2 separate regions of the Pan troglodytes genome follow, and region 2 is linked to region 1. The links are chromatin contacts, called in public Hi-C maps. All regions are on one chromosome and are shown on one strand. Each heading gives the region's core, a stretch centred on a gene start, on an enhancer-like site or on the middle of the called end of the contact. The rest is flanking DNA. Distances are from core to core; before and after follow the strand shown.

Region 1 (5,520 bases), core at 2,375-4,874:
CCAGCCTGGCCAACACGGTCTCTACTACAAACCCCATCTCTGCTACAAATACAAAAATTAGCCAGGCATGGTGGCAGATGCCTGTAATCCCAGCTACTCGGGAGGCTGAGGAAGGAGAATCACTTGAACTCGGGAGGCAGAGGTTGCAGTGAGCCGAGATTGCGCCACTGCACTCCAGCCTGGGCAACAGAGCAAGAGTCTATCTCAAAAAAAAAAAAAAAAAAAGTTTCTCAGTCTTGGCACTGCCGACATCTGGGGCCAGATTATTCCACACGATGGGGCCATCCTGTGCACTACATGTAGGGGGTTGGGCAGCATCCCAGCCTCCACCCACCAGATGCTAGAAGCACCCCCTAATCATGATGACCCAAAATGTCTCCAGACATCACCAAGTGTCCCCTGGGGGGCAGAATCACCCCCTGCCCCAGAAAGAGAACAATGCTTTGTGTCTAAAAATCTAGTGTGAACTCACCTCTGCCCAGAGCCCATGCTCCCCTGACCCCAGGTGATGAGGAAGATGGGAAATGGTTTCCAGGGCTGAAAGAACTGCCACCTGCATATCTTCAGAATCTTGTTTTTGTTTTTGTTTTGAGATGGAGTCTCACTCTGTTGCTAAGGCTGGAGTACAGTGACACAATCTCAGCTCACTGCAACCTCCACTTCCCAGGTTCAAGCGATTCTTCTGTCTAAGCCTCCCGAGTAGCTGGGATTACAGGCATGTGCCACCACACCCGACTAATTTTTGTATTTTTAGTAGAGATGGGTTTCACCATGTTGGCCAGGCTGGTCTCGAACTCCTGACCTCAGGTCATCCACTCACCTTGGCCTCCCAAAGTGCTGGGATTACAAGTGTGAGCCACTGCACTTGGCCTCAGAATTTTTCTAAATTCATTGACTGATGAATGGATAAACAAATACAATATATCCATACAACAGAATATTACTTGACCCTAAAAAGGAACGAAGCACTGATCCATGATACTACAGAGATGAACCTCGAAAACATGATGCTGAGTGAAAGATGCCAGTCACAAAAGGCCACGTGTTGTGTGATTCCATTTATATAAAATGCCCAGAATAGGAAAACCCACAGAGACAGAAGACAGCTTAGTGCTTGGCAGGGGCTAGGGGAGGGGGAATGGGGAGTGACTGTTAATGGGGACGGGGTTTCTTTCTGGGTGGATAAAAAGTGTTCTGGAATTACAAAATAGGGGTGGTTGCACAACTCTGTGAATATACTAAAAACCACCAAACTGTACACTTTAAACAAGTAAATTGTATGATGTGTGAATCATATCTCAATAAAGCTATTATTTTAAAGAGATGTTTTCAACAACAATAATCTATTTCCAATCCCACGCAGAAACTGGACTTCTAATCAGAATGACACCCATGAACCTACCGTGACCCCTTTCTTCCGGTCACACTGCAAACATTTGACAACAACTGCACGCCAGCACACACCATGTGCTGGAGACAAAAAGAAGTGGCCACTCCTGCCTCAGAAGCCCTGATATGTGGGGGACACTCACGTGGAAGGATGCTCAAGTTGCACACTTTCTTCTTATTTTCTTTTTTTGAAATGGAGTTTCACTCCTGTCACCCAGGCTGGAGTACAGTAACATGATCTCGGCTCACTGCAACCTCCACCTCCCAGGTTCAAGTGATTCTCCCACCTCAACCTCCCCAGTAGCTGGGATTACAGGTACCTACCACCACGTCCAGCTAATTTTTATATTTTTAGTACAGACAGGGTTTCACCACGTTGGCCAGGCTGGTCTCGAACTCCTGACCTCAGGTGATCCACTGCCTCAGCCTTCCAAAGTGCTGGGATTACAGGCATGAGCCACCACACCTGGCCATTTTCTTATTTTTTTTTCATTCATTCATTCACCAGCCATCTCTTTCTGTACATCCTGAGCAAGAATGTAGCTGCTTGGAGCTGGGAGGACAGATGTGGCACACTCACCGAGCATGCCTAAAGCAGTACCTGGGTGACAGTGAGCTCCCAATCATTACCAACACAGAAATGAAGACACAAATCCTAGTCTATAAGGTCACAATCTCTCAGAGAAACAAACAACTAGTTACAAAGTAACACAGACTGAAAGTGCTACCTAAGGAATCAGAGACTGAGGTTAAGTCCACCTGAGCCAGTCACATCAGTGGCTGAATCTGGAAACCAGGGATATGAGCATCTGCAAAGCCCACCCAAACCCTCCCCAAGGCCCCAGGATGCAGGAGAGAGGTCTCACCACACTGCAAGAACAAAGTGGAGATTCAGCATCACCTTTGCAAAGTGTGCTCACCACCCTGACCCAAGAGGAAGGTCTTGCTAGGATGCCTGACAAGGGAAGAAACTGAGGCCTGAGGAACTCGGGTGCCTTGCCGTGCTCAGACACCAGCCCCAATCAAGCCCCTGCTCCTGGCCCACAGCAACTTCCCATGTGAGATTTGCGGGGTATCTGCTCTGCCAGCCAGGAGCCTGGCAGAACCTGGCCTGCCCCTGCACACCAAATGCGCCCAGCCACCTGAGGCAGACCTGGCCCTCCACCCTGGTCCTGAGAGGGCAGGGGCTGTGGTCAGCATCCCCTGTTCCACTGGGAGGAACATCACCTGGCCCCCACCATATGGGCTACATGGAGATGGGGCAGCTGTCTCAACTCCAAGTTCCAGGACTGAGCACAATCTGCCTTCTTGGCCCCCCTCTGGACCCCCTGGGGGACAGGATCTGACCATTCCCTCAGCTGTCCAAGAGGGAGAGATCCCTGTCCCACCTCAGCTCTGCAAGTGGGGACATCTGTTCCTCCCCCAACACCCAGGGAGTAAAGGCACAGGTAACCATGACGTAGAGACACCGGTCCCCCTCAGGTAGCAAGAATGGGAGGGCATCTGTCCCTCCCAGGTAGCAAGGATGCGGGGGCACTTGCACCCTCACCCCCAGCTACCAATGGTGCTTGCAAGCAGCACCCAGCTCATACACCTGTGTCATCCTGCCCCCCCAGGTAGCAATGATGCGGGGGCACCTGTCCCTTCCAGGTAGTAATAATGTGGGGCACCTGTCCCCCTCGGGTAACAATGATGTAGGGACACCTGTCCCCTGTCAGGTAACGACGAGGTACTAGCACCTGTTCCCTCCTAGTAGTAATGATATAGAGGCCCCTGTCTCCTCCGGGGAGCAGTGATGCGGGGCACCTGTACCCCATCAGGTATGGATTTTGTGGGGTCACCTGTCCCGCCCACGACGCCCGGGGCGTGGGGACACCTGTCCCCCTCGGGCCGTGCCAAGCCCCGCCCCCGCCGCGCGCGCCCCGCCCCCGCCGCGCCCCCCCCCCACCCCGCCCCGTGCACGCGCCGGACACGCGCCCCCTCCCTCCCTCCGCCGGCCCTGAAGGGTCGGCGCGGGCAGCCCCCTTACCCGCGCGGCCCGCGTCAGGCTCAGGTCCTTCATGACCTCCTCGAAGGCCGCCGTCTCCTCCGCCTGCTTCTGATTGTGCAGCGCGATCTTCTCGCTGAATTTCCGCGGATTGTTCGAAGTCGCCATCTTCTCGCCGCCACCTCCTCCTCCTCCTACTCCTCCTCCTCCACCTCCTCGCCCCCCCACTCGCCCGTGCCACTGCGCAAGCGCTGGCTGGGCCCACGGGCGGCGAGCAGTGCGCAGGCGCGCCGGCGGTCGTGAGCGCGGCGCAGGCGCACAGGAGCGGCGCGCGGCGCGGGGGCGAAGGCGCATGCGCGCGCCCCGGCGCGCGCTCGGGGCCCGCGGGAAGGGCAGTGGAGCGCGAGTGGAAATTTCAGCGCCGGCGCAGTGATCCGCCTCCTGGCCCGCTGGACAGCGGCCTCTGGGCTGTTGGACAAGGACCGCGGATCGGCTGGGGCACTGGAGCCCCCAAGAGGGAGACGGCCTGACCCAGATCCTCCCAATTCACAAGGGTGGGGCCAGGCACCCCGCCCCGCAAGGATTGGTGGCACCCCAAGTTGAACCTGGATTTGGAGCTCTAAGAGCTCTGAAAACAGACTAGGGCGTTGGTCACTCATGCATTCATTCATTCAAGGAATATTTACTGAGCACCTACTATGTGCCAGGCAAACTGGAGTACAGGCGTGAACAAGCAGAGGTGATCCCTGCCCTTATGGAGTGTACAGTCAGAGAGGGGGCAGACATAGCACACAAATAACCAAGAACTTTTCAGATGGAGGTAAATGTGATGCGGTAAATAAGACCAGTGGCCAGCCACAGAACATTAGGGAGGGAGGCTCCTGCAGCCACCACAGACAGGGAGGCGGAAAGTTATCTTAGCTAAGACCTGAGCCCTGCAATCGGCTCTCTCAGTCCATAAACCTAGCTGTTGCCCTTAACTTCTTTTTTTTTTTTTTTTTTCCTTGAGACCGAGTTTTGCCCTTGTCGCCCAGACTGGAATGCAGTGGTGCGATCTCGGCTCACTGCAACCTCCTCCTCCCAGGTTCAAGCCATTCTCCTGCCTCAGCCTCTCCAGTAGCTAGGATTACAGGCAGGCGCCACCACGCCCAGCTAATTTTTTTATTTTCAGTAGAGACTAAAGACCATGTTGGCCAGGCTGGTCTTGAACTCCTGACCGCAGGTGATCCACCCGCCTCGCCCTCCCTAAGTGCTGGGATTACAGGCGTGAGCCACCATGTCCAGCCGACGACTGTTTTTTCCCATTCCCTTGCAATGGGCATATTGCTATTCTCTGGATACCTGAGCCCAAAGAACTGGAGTTACAGAGCTTCAGCCTTCCCTCTGCATACTTCTCCAGTCCAGTCTTGTTCAAGGATCTCTATTTTGCAACAAGGTGCTAACAGAAGGGTCCAGAAATCCCATCAAGACTCAGCAGTGAAGGAAGGAGCAGAGACTCCCCCGATGGCAGAGTGGTAAGCCAGGGAAGCAGGAGGGACTCTAACCCTCCCTCCCTCAAGATAGGGACCCCCAACCACCAATATTGAAAGTTTATATTCAGGAGGCTGCAGGGATTTCAGAGCATGGGCTGGGTGGAAGCTAGGAAGGTCAGCTGGGGGAATTGATGATGGCTCTAATGGCACAACAAGCACACATTTTATTGGACTGAGGATGGCTGGAGGGGATGCTGACATCTTCCAAACATGCTTTGATTCATGCTTTACAACAGGTAATAAAATGCTCATGTTAAATATATATATATGTATATATATATATATATATATCGATTTTCATTTAGAATGCCTTGGATATTGCCACTGCCCTACTTTATCTTTGTTTTGAGACAGAGTCTCACTCTGTCGCCCAGGCTAGAGTGCAGTGGCGCGACCTTGGCTCACTGCAATCTCCGCCTCTCAGGTTCAAGCGATTCTCCTACCTCAGCCTCCCAAGTAGCTGGGATTACAGGCATGCACCATGATGCTCAGCTAATTTTTATGGGATTTTTTTTTTTTTTTTTTGAGACGGAGTCTCTGTTTCCCAGGCTGGAGTGCAGTGGCACAGACTCAGCTCACTGCAACCTCTGCCTCTGGTGTTTAAGTGATTCT
Region 2 (5,919 bases), core at 2,326-4,825, 150 kb before region 1:
CGTCTCTACTAAAAATACAAAAATTAGCCGGGGCATGGTGGTGTTGCACCTGTAATCCCAGCTACTGGGGAGGCTGAGGCAAGAGAATCGCTTGAACCTGGGAGGCACAGGTTGCAGTGAGCCAAGATCACGCCACTGCACCCCAGCCTGGGCAACAGAGCGAGACTCTGTCTCAAAAAAAAAAGGAATGAAATGATGACACATACCACAGCGTGGATGAACCTCGATCAGGTTCATTTTCCTGAATGCTCGGCCAGGGAACAGCTACGAAGCTCACCTTGTAGCTACTTCTCACACATCACGCAGAGTGAAAGGAGCCAGACACAAAACACCATATATGATATGATTCCGTTGATGTGAAACGCCCAGAACAGGCACATCTTGAGACAGAAAGCAGGTGAGTGGTTGCCAGGGGCTGTGGAGGTAGGACGGATAGGCTAAGGGGTGCAGGGTTTATTTCTGGGGTGACAAAAATGTTCTAAAGTTTACTGTGGTAATGGCTGCACAACTCTGAATATACTAAATAAAAGCTGCCGAACTGTACACTTTATATGGGTAAATTGTATGTTGTGGCAAGTGAATTCTATTTCAATAAAGCCGCTAAGCAAAAGTGACTGCAGGGCACTTGACAGCTGATAGCCACTTCCCCAGTAAAATAAAAATTAAAAAAGCAGAATAAGAGTTTCCAGGAGCCCCCAACTTAACAGCTGGTTACACGGCCAACTCCTGAGGACAAACAGGGAAAGTCTTCCCAAATATCTTAGCAGACACTGCCTTCAATCCACACAAGAGATAACTTTCTTCCGCTTTCCCTTGAATGATATTCATAGACTTCCTTGCCCCCAAATTCCGTTCTTCCCCTTGTGATGCAAAGGGGTGCCACTCCCATTCCCCACAAACAAATCCAAATTACAGGTAACAGGTGGGTGGGGCATCTGGGTCAATTAAAAGTAGCACAGGACAAACCCTCTGATGTCGTCAGAATTCTAGTGAGCTCAACTGCAATGTTTACCTCCAGGGGAGCGTTTTAATGCTCTCCTTTTGTACAGACCAGTGTGTTCAGGTGCAGGAAAAAAAATCAATTGTTTCAACTGAAAGAGAAGGACATGCCCCACAATTAACCCCAAACGGAATGCCAGAAACAAAAGCAGAACTAAAGGCTGCCCCAGGTTTGCTGTTTTATGCTGGCTACAGTTAAAAGGATTCACAAGAAAATGATTACCTTTCACACCCAGCCAACCCCCCGATCCGCGCTGTCACGCTCATGGCTCGCTGCTCCACAGAGATCTTTACCGAGTCTCCCCGACAGGCTGGACGTCAGATTACAGACAGCCTATACAGTCGACTCACACATGGATCTAGGTTTCCTTCATGTTTAAAAGGAATAAAAATCTAACTGCCACCCCCATTTCACAGCTGCGGAAGCAGAAAGGTCTACAGGGCATGAAAACTACAAGGAGGTGGGGCCTCCGCAGCTCAGGCTCCCTCCTTCAGGAGAACTCTCCTCTCTCCCTCCCTTCCTTCGCAAAATGTAAACAAAACTGAAAAAAACACCCATACGTGCACACCTGTTCTCCTCACACCCCACCTTCTATTTTAAGGAATATGGGGTTAGAATGAGTCAAATGTTTTTTGCTTCCATTAGGGGCTAAAAGAAAGCCCAAGTGGGTGGTCTACCCACGAGAGTGACTCAATCGACTACCACGTAAGCCCCCCATGCAAGGACAGGGTCTGAGCTCACTCTGGATGAGCAAGAAGTGGTTCCCCCAGTTCTGAAACACCAGCATATGCCAAGGGACACCTGTGCCAAGGTAAGCCTCGGAGCTTCTTCCTGTCGGAGCATTCAGGAAAATAAACCTGAGCGAGAGGTCAGGCACAAAGCAAGCCTAAGGTGAAAGCAACCTGAAATCCAGAGGGTGATGAGGACATTCCCCAGGACCCCGGTGCAACACGCGCCACCCCCTCCCAGCCCCTCTCCCACCCCAGGCAAGCAGCACCCAGGACCAGGAAATGCATGCCCGATACTTCTCCCAACCCAAGCCCCCATTTAAAATACCTAAGTAACCTTCTCTAAACATCCACATCATTAAAAATAAGTTTCCAACGTGGCAGACTCGTTTATGTAAAGCCATTATTGCTGTCTTATTGGAAGAACAAAACTCAAACCCAACTTTTCCAAGGCAAGAGTTGTGAAGTTATGTAACAGGTCGGTTTCAGCAACAGGCGATGCAAGAAAAAACAAAATACAACCTGCTTCCTGAATGATCTTATAAGCCAGCCAATATGTGCTCCTCCATGGGAGGCAAAAATTCTTCTCTGCCTCAACCTTCCGCTGGCCAGCGCCCCTATGCATGGGGAAAGTCGAACCTACGCTCCGTGACTGTGAAAGGTGGGGTGCCCAGATGGCTGCGACCACAGATGGGAGGTGGGACAGGCGGCCAGACCCACCAATGGGGAGACCGGGCGGGACCCCCGGACCAGGCCAGAGACAGGATTAGGGCAGGTCACCCTGGATACTCCCGGAAAGGGACTGAGGGAAGTCACTCAAGCTCCGGCCTGAGCAAGACCCGGCCCAGGTCGTAGGAGAACTCGAGGCAGAATACCGAGACCTGCGAAAGAGGGACCAGGGCAGGTCACCCTAGCCCGGATGGAATGGAAGAACTCAGATAAGTCAGGGGGCAGGTTACTCCAGGCCAGACTGGTTGTGGGACACAAGGCAGGTCAGCCCGGGCCCAGGAGGGGGAGCAAACCCAGCTGGGGTAAAGGAACAGGGTCAGGTTAGCTCGGACCCGAACGAAGTGGAGGACTCGAGGCAAGTCTGCCCGGCCCAGGAGTTGGGGGCCGAAGGAACTCAGCCAGGTCGCGGCCGGAGCGGGGGACCCGGGGCAGATCAGGCCAGGCCCGGGCAGATTGCAGGACCTGGGGCAGGTAAGCTCAGGCCGAGCCAGAGTAGGGGACCCGGGGCAGGTCGCCCCAGGCCCGGCCGCGATGGGGTACTCCGGGCAAACACAGGCCGGGCCCGAGGCGAGTTCGGGGCAGGTCTCAGGCGCCGAGGCCGGGCCCGGGCTTCCGGCGCCGCCATGTGCCGCTCACCTGCGCGTCGAGCTGTCCCGCCGCAGCGCCCGCGCCCGCGCCGCCCGGGCCTCCCGCGCCGCCACCGCCCGGGCCGCCGGGGCCGCCGGGGGGCGTCTGCGTCTGGCTAGGAAGAGTAAAGTCGGTGAACTCGAACTCGGAGCCCTGTGTGTCGGCGCCAAGCAGCTCGGCCTCCTCCGTGTCCAGGAAAGTGAGAGTCTGCGAGCTGGGCCCGTACGCCTCCACGCTCATGGTGCCTCCGGGTAGGGCCCTCGGGCCGGTTCCGCGCTGCACTCGAGCCCGCCGCCGCGCTGAGGCCTAGGCCGCAGGCCTCGGGTCGCTGCCGCTGTCGCCCCCGCGCGCCCGGAAAGGACCAAACCGCCCGCCCCGGCGCCAGCCGGACCGAGAGGTAACAGTGCCGAGCCGCCGCCGCTGCCGCCGAGCCCCTCCGCGCCTCAGCTCCCCTCGAAGCCGCCAGCCGCTCGCAGCCTAGAGCAGGAACTGCCGCCACCGCCGCCGTCGCCGTGCGCGTGCGCGAGCCCGACGCCGGCGGAAGCGCGCGCGCTCCTCGCGGACGCCTGGTGCCCAGCAGGAAGACGGGACGCGCACCGCGCACGCGCAGGGGGTGGGGCTTTCAACCGCCGTTGCGGCGGCAGCTCGAGGACTTGGTCGCGCACCAACTGCTAATCAGGGACGACCGGGCGGTTGGCGGTGTGGACTTGGTGGTCTGCACCTGTGGTCGCTGCGACGGTGTTTCGGTTTAATTGAGCGCTAGCCGAATACCCTACATAGGTGGTCTCGGAACGCCCAACTGGAGAGACTGGGCAGGGACGGTGCGCTCCCACTCCTGGCAAAAGCTGCTTGGAACTCAGTTTCCCCATCTGTAAAATGGAGGGTGCCTCGCACATAGTAGATGCTCCCTGTGCATTGGTTTAAAAAGGGAGTGGGGCTCGGCGCGGTGGTCACACCTGTAATCCCAACACTCAGAGGCTGAGGCGGGAGAACTGCTTGAACTCAGGAGTTCGAGACCAGCCTGGGAGACAGAGTGAGACTCCATCTCTACAAAAAATATAAAAATTAGGCCAAGCGCGGTGGCTCACGCCTGTAATCCCAGCACTTTGGGAGGCCGAGTCGGGTGGATCATGAGGTCAGGAGATCGAGACCATCCTGGCTAACATGGTGAAACCCCGTCTCCACTAAAAATACAAAAAATTAGCCAGGCGTGGTGGCACGAGCCTGTAGTCCCAGCTACTCAGGAGGCTGAGGCAGGAGAATCGCTTGAACCCAGGAGGCGGAGGTTGCAGTGAGCCAAGATTGTGCCACTGCACACCAGCCTGGGCAACAGAGTGAGACTCTGTCTCAAAAAAAAAAAAAAAAATTAGCTAAGCGTGGTGGTTCGCACCTGTAGTCCCAGCTACTAGGGAGGCTGAGGTGGGAGGATCGCTTGACCCTGGGAAGTTGAGGCTGCAGTAAGCCGAGATTGCACCACTGCACTCCAGCCTGGGTGACAGAGCGAGACCCTGTCTCAAAAATAAGTAAAAATAAATGAATGGGGATAGTCTTACGTACTGGGCCTGGCACTTGGAAATGATGGTTGCTGCTGTTCCTGATGCCTCTGCCACTGTTATTATACCATTACTATTTTTGCTATGATTATTATTTAGTGGACGTATACAGCAAAACAACTGGAAGCACATGGTCTGTGGTGGACTCTAGACCTGACCACTTACCAGCTGTGTGAAATTATACAAGTGACTTAACCTCTCTGAGCCTAGGGTTTCTGTTGCCATTAAGGTGGCATAGGAAGCCTGGGCAAGGTGGCTCTTTCCTGAAATCCCAGCACTTTAGGAGGTAGAGGCAAGAGAATCACTTGAGCTCAGGAGTTTGAGGCTGCGGTGAGCTAGGATTGTGCCACTGCACTCCAGCCTGGGTGACAGAGATCCTATGTGTGTGTGTGTGTGTATTAATATATATTTATTTATGTTAATATAAATAGAGTGACTAGTAGCTCATTTATTCCTCTCATATTCTCATATGATATATGGTTGCTGCTGATATATATGGAGCCCGGTGCGGTGTGTCACGCCTGTAATCCCAGCACTTTCGGAGGCTGAAAGAGCAAGACCTTGTCTAAAAATAAATTTTAAAAACTCTGATAGGTGTTACTAAATTGATCTGAAATTTGTCTACAAATTCCACTGGATGTGTTCCAAAGAGAGCTTTGCATGATATTAAAATTATCTGTTGGTCTGTCAGTATTCCCCCTTAAACTGTGCCTTCTTGGAGAGGGAGACCTACTTTGATTCATTGTTTATATTCCTACAGTTTAGTGCATGCTAGGAGCCCCCCCGAAATGTTATTTTTATTTTTTATTTTTTGTAGAGATGGGGGTTTTGCTGTTTCCTAGGCTGGTCTTGTACTCCTGACCTCAAGTAATCGTCCCACCTCAGTCTTCCAAAGAGCTGTGATTATAGGTATGAGCCACTATGTCTTGTCCCTGAAAAAGAGTGAAGAAGGCTGTGGCTCACACCTGTAATCCCAGCACTTTGGGAGGCAGAGGCAGGTGGATCACCCGAGGTCAGGAGTTCGAGACCAGCCTGGCCAACGTGGTGAAACCCCGTCTCTACTAAAAATACAAAAATTAGCCGGGCATGGTGTGTGCCTGTAATCCTAGCTACTTGGGAGGCTGAGGCAGGAGAACTGCTTGAACCCAGGAGGCGGAGGCCGCAGTGAGCCAACATTGCACCACTGCACTCCAGCCTGGGTGACAGAGCGAGACTCCGTCTCAAAAAAAAAGTGTATATATATATATATATATATATATATATATGATGTATATTATATATC

The links. A called contact is a pair of places that touch in the nucleus more often than the background predicts.
Region 2: a contact with region 1 is called in a Hi-C map of stem cell-derived neural progenitor cells, with 1.5 times the contacts expected there. The contact joins the promoter of UPF1 here to the promoter of CRTC1 in region 1. A contact is called at or near these places in 1 of 7 Hi-C or Micro-C datasets (stem cell-derived neural progenitor cells) and 1 of 1 datasets of contacts at active chromatin or transcription factors (stem cell-derived excitatory neurons).

What each region holds. Positions count from the first base shown.
Region 1 is chr20:21,334,485-21,340,004 of NHGRI_mPanTro3-v2.0_pri, reverse strand. It overlaps CRTC1 (CREB regulated transcription coactivator 1), which reads right to left and starts at 3,624. Exons shown (of 14, transcript XM_024351528.2): 1 at 3,419-3,624. The coding sequence starts at 3,544.
Region 2 is chr20:21,483,714-21,489,632 of NHGRI_mPanTro3-v2.0_pri, reverse strand. It overlaps UPF1 (UPF1 RNA helicase and ATPase), which reads right to left and starts at 3,575. Exons shown (of 24, transcript XM_016935541.4): 1 at 3,094-3,575. The coding sequence starts at 3,324.